2 separate regions of the Mus musculus genome follow, and region 1 is linked to region 2. The links are chromatin contacts, called in public ChIA-PET maps. All regions are on one chromosome and are shown on one strand. The core of a region is the stretch at or near the end of the contact, and the rest is flanking DNA. Distances in the headings are between cores, read along the strand shown. Region 1 holds the start of Thsd1 (thrombospondin, type I, domain 1). Region 2 holds the start of Kat6a (K(lysine) acetyltransferase 6A).

Region 1 (5,223 bases), core at 836-3,335, 630 kb after region 2:
TTCTTGTTTGGGTAGTCTATGGAGAAAACAGACAAATAAAAATTACCTTCCCCTGTCAGCCTTCCAATGAGTGGTGCTGATATGCATCAGGGGATGGTTGATTCATGCAGCAATCTTCCCAGACCACGTAGGTGGGCAAGGGAAGACCTTACTGGCCTGAGGTTCATGGTGAATTGTAGGAAGGGATACTGTACCTGGATAGAAATACTAGAGTACTACAGAATAAGCCTTGGGTCGCTTAAAGGTAGTTTCTTTGTACTAGAATCTAGTAATCCAACTGCTCTATTAAGCATAACCAAAAAATATGCTTTCTTAATGCTTACTGTCCCTTGTTATTCATAGATAACAGTTTCTTTGTGGCCTCATGTGGGCCACGAAAGCTCTCTACCACTGAAGCGCATCTCTACCCGTGTATAACTTTGCAAACACAGACTCCATACCTTCTGATAGAAGACAGAATTAACAGAGTTAAGCAGGCAGATTGAAACAAGCCACCACTCAGTGGGAAGGAAGCTGGTGTGTCTCTATTAGCTTTTGTTCAGTAAGAGCTAGGAGAACAAAGGAAACTCTGCACTTCCTGAAAACGAAGGGGTGGGGGTTGCAGCTTAACTATGCAGATGATTGGCCTCCCTTCCTTTCCTCAGCGCATCAAAAAAGGAAATTCTGTTTTAGTGGAAGTCGCCTTGGATTTGATCTAATCATTACCTTGAATTTGGATGGGGAACACGACTTTAAGACTTCAGATGAAAGACTCAGAGGAAGCATCCCATGGTGGCCCCAGCATCTGTAGCTCCCCCCAAAATCTGAGGCAGGAGGATGGCTTAAGCCTAGGAGTCTGAGACCAGCCTAGACAACATAATAGGACACCACCTAGCAGCGGCCTCCGGAAAGGTGAACTCAGCTTTCTTGGATGGCTTGCTTCTCGGAGATAATATTCTTCTTAAAACTCTTTCTCATCACTGATTCTGTGATTGCATTTTCTTGCTTATGAAGATGGGTGGTTAAATACAGACCTGTGTGATGATCTGTACTTAGAGCTGGACAGAGATGGAATTATAGAACGCAGTCTACCTGAGCATTAGGGCATGCACTATGATGATGATTATAATAAGCCTCTAAAATGGGAGGGGGCACTACTGATTATTACCTTTTTTCACCACGTCCCCAATTCCCTGAGTAGTTGCTGAGTAAAATGTTTGGTGCTGAGAATCATTTTAAGAAAGTAGGAAAGTGGGAACATTTTCAAGATGTTTGAAATGCTTTGTATAGGGCTTGGGTGGTAGAGGACTTGCCTAGCATGTGAGAGACCCTGGGTTTGAACCTTTGGAGCTAAGAAAAACAGTAAAAGTCCCAGCCGAGAAAGTGGAGAAAAGTGTGTGTGGATATTCTCAATGGCTAACAGAATCACCCCCTCCCCCCCTTAAAGCCAAGCTTTTCAGAAAGCAGCTAAATGATTCATAGCCGACAACAAAGGAAAATTAATTTATATCCACAGGACATCGTTAAAGAATAAAAGGAGGAAAATAAAAGAATAGAAGGAGAAACAAAGTAATTTCACAAGCAAGGCTTCTGTGTATAGATCCAGGAATAATGTCTGTTAGGAGGCAATCTGGATCCCAGAGCTGCGCTTCTGAACAAGCTTTCTCTATCCCAACCATGGGGTGAGCTGTGCGTCCCCCGTGAAGCCCTGCTCTCCTACCAACTCACTTTCCAGAGGTGCTTCAAGTTCCCGGGTGCAAACCCAGTCCAGTGGTAGTCAGCATAAAACTTGTTACTGAGGTCATTGCTTATTGTTAGTATCCCAGAAAGAGACTTTTGGAAAGCCACAAACGTATGTCGCAACGTTGAGTTTCCAAAGGTTCCAATCTGAACTCCTGCCTTTGAGAGTCCCGTCATTCGGCCACGCCTGCGCCAGGTGCCCGCCCTGGTGGTGGGCCACCTGAGCTTCGGATCCTTACCTCGGGTCGGGTCTGTCTGGCACGGCGGAAGTGAGAGGGGAGCCTCAGCGGCCACAGGGTGACTGACCGAGCATCTCCCGTCCCGCAGCTGCACGCCCGCCCGGGTCCAGAGCTCCGGCACGCTCCCAGGCTGCCGGGACCACGCCCCGAGGCGGGCTCTCAGAGGGCGGGGGTCAAGCGCAAGAGGTCCGCCCCGCTCCCACTCCTGGGCAGCGCATCTTCCTTTCCTGCCCGCCCCTAGCTTGCCCTGTGGAGAGGAAACCTGCAGGAAACTCTGGGTCCAGAGGCCCTGCTAGGAGGTGTGGTCGCTGCTAGTGCAGCACGTATTTACACCCACAGTCCACTTCCCGCTGCAAAGACCCAGTGCTTTAAGAGAGAGCCAGCAGCCTTGCACTTAAACCATTCACTTCTCCCCCATGTCATTTTCTTTTGGAGGGTGATCACAAGAAGAGCCAAAAAGTGGTATGGGTAATTTCTAAACTTGCTCCCCCAAATGTCACTGGAGTTTGAAAGGAATATACTTCAGATAAAGCGCATTTTCCTTTCTCTTCCTCTGGAGCAAAACTTGGTTAATTAAACATTTTAAAAATAAACATTTAAAAAAGTCTATTCTACAAGTATTTTCTTTCTGAAAGAACCGGAGGCTACGTTTCACGTGGTTTAACAGCTGCACTTGCCATCCAGCGCTGTGCAGTGAGCTTTCTTTTGCGTGTAACAACCACTTAACAGACAAATTTAGTAATAGAAATCAGCATAGCCTCTAGATGGCCAGCACCCAGCAAGAGGTACCAGGAAACTCTCGAGGAGTGAAGCATGTTAGGACCGAGTTGTGTGGATTTACTGTGCATGTGTCAGACCCATGAGACTGGATGTGGGGCATGTGCCTGTAATCTCAGGAACTGGGGAAACAGGATTTCACATACCTGGTCAGCCTGGACTGTACAAACGAGAGCCTGTTCCTGGAGGCAGACTGTGGGCGAGGCACTACATACAGAGCAGCAGCGGAGCTCTTGCTTAGCAAGTTGGTGAGGGGGAGCCAATGGTTGGCTTGTAAATTTCGCCTCAAGTTTGGAGATTATGCCAGTTGCAGAAAGTTGATCTTAAAAGACAGCGCAGTCACTTAGATGCCATCAAAGGTCAAGTTTTTCTAGGGAGTAATCAACCAAGTGACCAAGGAAGTTCTCACTGCCGTCAATACGATCTGCTCTGTCATTCATCAGCTCAAGGTAGGATCCCTTTCAAATTCGTGCCTGCCATATGAACATCAGATAGTTCCTGGGACTATTGGTTTTGAAAACAAAAAACAAAATGCAATTTAAAAAAATCTCAATGGAAGCGCCTGTGTAGAGTTCAGCGGGTAAAGTCTTATGGTCGCACTTGGTGATTCCAGGTAGCCCTGAGTTGCCCAATCCCAGCTTTCCTCTGCAATAAAAGGAATATAGCAGTTAAAGTTTTGTGGGGAGTCAGTGAAACACAAAAGGCACCTTGCTCTGTATTAACCTTCCCAAGGACACTCTCACCAAAAAAAGGTCACTTTTTGGTTGTGAGACTTAAATCTTACATGCATTTTAAAAATAGCAGCCTTGTCTCCTGAGAGGCTCTGCAGTGCCTGACAAATACAGAGGTGGATGCTCACAACCATCCATTGGACGGAGCACGGGGTCCCCAATGAAGGAGCTAGAGAAAGTACCCAAGGAGCGGAAGGGGTCTGCAACCCTATAGGAAGAACAATATGAACTAACCAGTACCCTCCAGAGTTCTCTGGGACTAAACCACCAACCAAAGAAAACACATGGTTGGGACTCATGGCTCTAGCCGCATATGTAGCAGAGGATGGTCTAGTCGGTTATCAATGGGAGGAGAGGCCTTTGGTCCTGTGAAGGTTCTATACCCCAGTGTAGGGGAATGCCAGGGCCAGGAAGCGGGATTGGGTGGGTTGGTGAGCAGGGAGAGGGGGAAAGGGGTGGGGGTTTTCAGAGGGGAAACCAGGAAAGGGGATAACATTTGAAATGTTAAAAAAACAAAATGTAATAAAAAATCCTTTAAAAAATGTATCAGCCTTATTGAAATGTCTCATCATTTTAAATTATAGTTCATGAGAAACTGACTATCCTGGCTAGTTTTATGTCATCTTAACACAAGCTAGAGTCATCTGAAACCTCAATTAAAAAAAAATGCTTCCATAAAAATCACACTATAGGCAAGCCTATATAGCTCATTTCCTTAATTAGTGATTGATGGGCCCATTGTGGGTGGGGCTATCCCTAGGCTGATGGGTCTGGGTACTATGAAACAGCAGACTGAGCAAGCCAGTAAGCAGCACCCTCCGTGGCTTTGCATCAGCTCCTGCCTCCAGATTCCTGCTATGATTTACCTCAGTGATGGACTGTACTGAAATAAGCCCTTTTCTTCCCACACTGCTTTTGGTCATGGCAATAGAAACACCAACAAAGACCCTGTATTACTGTCTTTATGAGACAAACATGATATAAATCTTTTCTGAAATAAAGGTAACATCAGAGGAAGGACAGTGGTAGGACCTCAGGACTGAACTCAAACTGGCTTTCACCATACACTGAATGCTGGCTAGGAAGATAGCTCAGTGGAAGCGCACTTAACCTAGCATGTGCAGGGCCAAGTTCCCCTACTCACTGAACTCTTTGTGAGTCAGCGAATATTCTAGTGACCTGTGCAACTATAAAATGTATACTCTTAATAACCACCTGTATACAAATGTTCTTTACTTTAATAAGCAATGATCTGGAAATCATAACGATTTCACATCAGGACACAAGGGAGAACATAGATGACCCAATTTTCACCTGATAATAACAGCTTGTGAAATCAGGATCTTACGTGTGAGCAATCTGACTTTTCCTCTTATGTTGTGGGTACGGCTCATGCCTTAGAATTTGAGCAAGGCAAGGCAGATCTCAGACAGGCTGAGCTGGTTGAGAAGCCTCCTGGAAGGACGGACCTGTTGACCCGAAAGTCACCTAGTGAATTTTAACAATTAGAAGTGTCCTGAGTGCATTCGGTGATGTTGGACAGTGAGGAGTCAAAGCAGGTGTCACATGATTGGCTGTAGGGACTGGAGGTTGTGAGTGAATGTGTGTTCGGATGGGCACAGCCTGTCAACAACTCCAAAGCCAACTGTCTTGTCATAATTTGGCAAAGCTGTTACCCATATGGGTCAGGCTCCAGAGGAATGGCAAAGCTCTCCTCGGGAGCCTGAATACGAGTACTTATGAGTAACTGATCAGTG
Region 2 (5,792 bases), core at 1,754-4,253:
GAGCCACCAGTCTCTGCCAAGCCCTCAAATGCCCGCTTGAGTAATTTATTCCAATCCACACTTTGCTTAGTATCCAATTTTCCATGGTTCCGAGGTTTAGGAAGTGCTATTCGCCCAGGATTATCAGGATCTTTGTAGGAATTGAGACCTTTGTTTGAGACCTTTAAAATCGTCCCGTCTTTGACGCTCAGCTCCAGCTGCTCTAGCACAGTCCTGCGGTCCAGCCCATGGGATGAGGACACGGCATTGCAGATCCTTTCCTCTGAAGGTCGCTGTTTCTGCTTCTTGACTTTTTTGATGGCCTCCAAAATCCACTCCGTGTACAGCGGGTTAGCGAGTTTTACCATGGTGAAGGATTCTGTATATCCATAGAGTCGTTATCCCTTATCCTGATGCTGAGTAAGTCTTACACCATGGAAAACAGGATTCTCGGAGGATGGGAACCAGTTAACCATAGCATACAAGATTTCTGGCCTGAGTCTTCCCTCCTTTCACAAAATAGATTTACAGCCTACTTTTACCTCAGAAATCAAAACGCCTGGTTTTTCTGTCGTATCTTCAAAATCCTCACTATCACAACGCATTGGTGTCTACTCCACACACACTCCTGGGTTCCACACATCTCATTCCCGGCTTCAAGCAGAAAGTGAGTATCTTAAGCCTGAGAAGAAATTAAAATAATGTCAGTTTTCTATCAAGGCCTGCTCTGTGAATAAGTTATCAAATGAAACCTCCTAGTCGCGTCTTAAAGCAGTGTGTTTAACAACACTCTCAAGAGCTTAAATACAGCACTATCAATACAGTCAACTGGAAACCACGGGAATAAAAACAGAAGGAGAAGAAGCTGAGTAGTTAAAGTAAAATGAGGAACTAAAGATGTCTACAAACGACCTCAGCCGTAACTAACCGGAGGAGTGCTAGTTAGTCCTCCGCAATCTGTGCTCACCAGTCTAGGGGGTCAACTCGTCCTCCACATTGTCCCCAAGAAACTATTCAGCACTTCAACAAGTATCTGGATTAGTAGGAAGAATCCTGCAACAAAAGCAAAAGTGGATCAGCTTTCAAAATTCCAGTGGATAGGAAACAGACAGTAAGCTCTGCAGAAACCACTAACAGCAATCTGATCAGTTCCTACACGAAAGAAAATAAACCTGCTTCACACACCACAATACGGAGAGTAATGCAAACGAAAACAGCTTAGTGTCAAAGTGTGTAAGGAATTTCATTCAAACTTTCACCAATACCCATACACTGAAGGAAATGACAACTGTCAAACATAATCTACAGATAAACTAGAAATAAGAAAGGCCTAGAATCATTTGGATCAAATGCAGATACATGTAAAATCGTACAATACAGAAAACAAGTAACTGCCTATGATCTGATAAAAATGTAAATTTGAGATTGCTATCTCAGAATGTACATTAGTCAATAAAACAAAAACAAATATACTACTACCTCTGAACTTGTTCCTCCAAAACTAAGTGTAACTTTGAACTTCTCATGTTTTGGAGCACGTGTACAATATAAACACAGCAAAAAAGGGGCGGGGGCACCCCTTCAGCAACTATTCCCAACAGTGTGCAGGCAAACGGGAGACTAATACATGAGGAATGAAATAGTACTAGTAAGAAAAAAAGCATTAGCACCCGGGGCCAAAATGTATTTCAAAATTAGCTAACTAAAAGAAGTACCCCCCTCCCCAGGAGGGGTGCTTCATATTAGTGGAGGTTTTACGAGGACAAACATCAGAATTATTACCCAAGGGATGTTTCTGATATAGACACTAACTTTAAAGTAACCAGGACTAAGACCTAAGAAGGTGGGAACACCCTATGTGGCTGAGTTTTCAGGTGAAAAAGAATGAATGACAGTCACACATTGTCTTTCCGGCCGGAAGTTTCCCCAATCTGCGAGTCTGCACAAACCAACGCTCTGAAGATCTGAACCCTAACTCTCAGAAAGTACACTCGCGAGCTAGAAAGAAAGACCAGCCGGGCTCGCAAAGCCCTTCCCGCTCTCTCTCCCAACCCAAAACACATCTGCGCGCGCCCTCGATTTAAAGCCCAAGGAACTTTAAAAAAAACTTGAAGCGGCAGAGCCCCGCAGTTTGCCAGCGGACCGCTTCGCCGGTCCCATTCTATGGAAACACAGCCCGGAGAGTAAGTTAACAATGAAATCACGTGGAGTTAGGAGCATAGTAAGCTCTAGCCCCAGCTCCTCCGAGCTCTTCGCTCCAAGGGGTCGGCTCAGAAGAGCAGCAAGGGGGACACCGGCTGTGACGGAGCCTGACAGGTAGGGCAGGTCCGGCCCAAAGTCGCGGAGCTCTTGACAGGCAAGCCCGCCGCCACCCGTCCCGGCTAGGGGCTGACAGTCCGACAGACACAACACCACACGTGCTGCCTGCTCCAGACCACTGCACCCACCAGGCTGTCACCCTGCACCGCTCAACCCCGCTCGGATCTCCGCGCACTCCGCACAGCCCGGAGTGCGCGCCCGCCCGGCGCCGGGAGCGGCGGGAGCGGCGGGCGGGCGGGCGGACGGACGGCGGGCGCGCCCCCGAGGGAGAGCGGGCGAGCCCGCACAGCAGCCCCAGGCTCCGCGGCCTGGCTGCTCGGCGCCAGGGAGCCCCGGCTCCCGGAGTGGGCCGCCGGCGGAGCTAGGGCGGCGGCGGCGGCGGGCCCGTCGGCGCGAGCCCGGAGGGCGGGCGCGGGCCGGGCCGCGGAGTCGGACGCGAGGGGGCGGCCGCGGCGCCCAGCCCGAGGCCTGGCGCAGAGCAGCGGGGAGGCGGCGCAGGCCGCGGCGGGGCCTGCAAGCGGCCCGCCGTCCCCGCGAGGCGCCGAAGCAGACTCCGGGGCGGCCTAGCCTCGGGCTCGGCAGCTGGGAGCGACCGGGGGCGGCCCCTCGGCTCCTTACCTGGGGGGAAGACAGCCGGGATCCCGGGGGCCCGGGCCGGACCGCGGAGATGCCCCAAACTGACACGGCCGCCATCTTGGAGACAGTGAGCTCCGACTGGGGGGAGGGGAGGCCAAGCGGCGGAACAGCCGCGGGGGGAGGGGAGCGTCGCGAGGGAACGGCTGCCTGGGGAGGGAGCGGGAACAGCCTGCGCGGGCGGGCGGGAGGGAGGGAGCGGAGGAGCGCGGGAGGGGGGCGGCCGGTAGCTGGAAGAGCCGGCTCGTCGCCGGGAAGGGCCGGAGGGCGGGGCCACGGGGGGCGGGGTGGAGGGAGCCGCTGGGCGGGTCACGTGGGGCGGGTACAAAAGGCCGAAGCCCGGGTGGAAGCGGGAGTTGGCCGGGCTGGAGGCCAACAGCTGGGGGCGTCCCCTCCTCCTTTCTCACGCGCAGCGATCGGGCAGAATGGCGAGGCCACAGGCGGAAGGTGCACCCGGATTATACAGCCCGGGAAACTTGGAGCGGGCGGGCGGGCGGGCGGGCGGGCGGGCGGGCGCTTGGGTGGGGCGGCTTCGGCGCGACGCCGAAACCTCGGAGCTAGGAAGCTCGGAGCTCCCGGCGCGCGGCGTCCGCCCGGGTTCCCAGGCCCTTGTTAGCGCCCGGGGGCGTGCACCCGCGGCTGCCTTGCAGGGTCGGGGACACACACACACACACACACACACAGTGGCTTCGGGAGCTCCGTGGCTGGGCGGGGGAACGCGGGTGGCAGGAGTTCCTTCTTTTGCCTTCGCCTTTCTGCTCACTCTGCACTCCAGCTGCTCATCCCCCCGTGGTTCAAAGAATAGTCTGGCTAGAAAGGGGAGAGGGCACGAAGTTGGACACTCCTTGTCAGCCAACAAGATGCCCACCTAGGGCACTTGACTGACCCCCCTGCCCGCAAGTCACTAAACCTTGGAAACATGTTTATAAGAAACACCACCCACCGAGCTCGGTTTCTAGGACTTGGACAAGGTCACACAGCTATTATGGCACGGTTGCTTGTGGAACCTGGGTCTTTCTCTTCTTTTCCTACCCTGTGCAGTTTGATGGCTGAACCGCAGAGACTCTTGGCTAGGGCAAGCCTCTCCGCTACTGGCTACCTGTTTCTTTGTCTTTGGTCCACTAGAAACTCTTGAGATTGAGTCCCACACACACATACCCCTTCCCTGGAAAGACGTTAAAGCTCAACAGCTTGAGACTTGTATTGCTGCTACCCTTGCACTTGGTTTATGTCCCCTTCCTAGACTGTTAACCCCCCGCCACCTCATTTTATCATAGCTTTACCAAAAAGGAAAAAAACACCTGCTAGTCGCTGCCATAACTTTGATATTACTTTGTTGGTTTTGTGCTTTATTCACTTTACAGTTCAGGTGTAGTCGTAATGCTTTTAGTATATTCCCAGGTTAATGTTCTTCGACAGTGCCATTTGGCATCCCAGCATCTAACCAACATGATGCCAAGGGCTCAAAACAGCGCTTATAGTGAATAAGCATTTGTAAGCGTCTGAGAAATAAGTTTACACCTCACCTCATGTCCTGTCTCCAAACCTCATTCCCTGCTTTCAGATCTGAGTAGCCCTCCTCCACCCTAATTCTTGCCCAGACGACTATGCACACTAGACTGTTGAAACTATTCCATATTAATACTAGCCTGGGAAACTCACGCAAAGGGCCTGCAGTGCCCTATACTGATGTTGATAACAAGCAGTTGTGGAGAGGTTTATTGGATCACCCAAAACCACTTCTCTACAAACCCCAAATTGTATTCCATTACTAGTGGAAGAGAAATTTGAAGACAGGAGGATGACCAAGATCAAGACTCAGTGGACTCCCCATCTCAAGGGAATATGGTAGACAATGTTACGGCAAAGACACATAGTATCATCCACAGGCCTCCAAGAATGGACACACGCATGCACGCACGCACCTGTTTGCTTGTTTGTTTGTTTGTTTTAGATATACATTACTAAAGGGCATACTCAGAGATCTTTATAAGTTTTGCAGCAAAAAAAATCAGTTTTGCAAGTCCACCTGCTGTCCGAAATGGCAGAATTTAGTGTAACTCTGGAGTTGGGGGGGGGGGGTGTTGTTTGTTGATCTTTGAGACAATTCAGACAGCTGAAGATTATTTCCTCTGTCAATCAAAAAAGCTACAGTCCTCATCTTAAAGGGAATAAAAGAGTTTATTCTGGGTCCATTCTAAGTGACTGTGACCCAGGACATAATTTCCTTATTATAACTTGATTGAAACTAACAGTATTATTTTATCACTTAGAAATTCACCAGGTAGAATGTTAAATATCACAGACAATTTTAAAAATCTAATGACAGGAGTATTTAAGAAACCAAAGGTGAAAGCAATGTGCAGTTACTGGGGGCACTCAGGTGTCAGTCAGTTAGACAAGCATCATCCAGCACCTTCAAGTCCTCCTGAATGTGCTCCCAGAAGAGGTGAGCACGTTGGCAGCCTTGGGTTTCCCATCCTGAGAGTGAGCTGGGAGTACCTGACTGCAGTCCTGATCTTTTCATCAGAATGGAGGCTTTGATGTGGTGCCTCTTTTCCTTCTTAGTTGACGAAACCACCTGGTTTTCTTTATCCTTCAGTGAAGACTCTGTGATTCTAATTTTAGTGTCAACGTTAAAAATGCTTTACAAGATATGCTACTTGTTTATCTCATAGACCAAACTGGATGAACAGATTTAAACATTTGTCCATTAAAGCAACTTTCACAATCACTATTTAATTTAGTAGGAATATTCTAAGTAGGTATAACACTCCAAAAAGAATTGTTTGGTATAGTTAATATAATGGATGACTGACTATCTAAAAAGAAAAGGTTTGCACTTAGATCTTAAAATTGTG

The links. ChIA-PET counts read pairs in DNA pulled down with a chosen protein or histone mark.
Region 1: an RNA polymerase II ChIA-PET map of memory CD8 T cells shows a contact between it and region 2, with 7 read pairs. The contact joins the promoter of Thsd1 here to the promoter of Kat6a in region 2. A contact is called at or near these places in 4 of 39 promoter capture datasets (the HPC-7 cell line, cranial neural crest, liver and 1 more) and 1 of 115 datasets of contacts at active chromatin or transcription factors (memory CD8 T cells).

Annotation. Positions count from the first base shown.
Region 1 is chr8:22,224,165-22,229,387 of GRCm38.p6, reverse strand. Thsd1 (thrombospondin, type I, domain 1) reads right to left here and starts at 2,085. Exons shown (of 5, transcript NM_019576.2): 1 at 1,959-2,085.
Region 2 is chr8:22,856,757-22,862,548 of GRCm38.p6, reverse strand. It overlaps Kat6a (K(lysine) acetyltransferase 6A), which reads right to left and starts at 3,003. Exons shown (of 18, transcript NM_001081149.2): 1 at 2,917-3,003; 2 at 947-1,032; 3 at 1-661. The coding sequence starts at 347. It overlaps Gm46036 (a long non-coding RNA gene), which reads left to right and starts at 2,110. Exons shown (of 3, transcript XR_001778526.2): 1 at 2,110-2,295.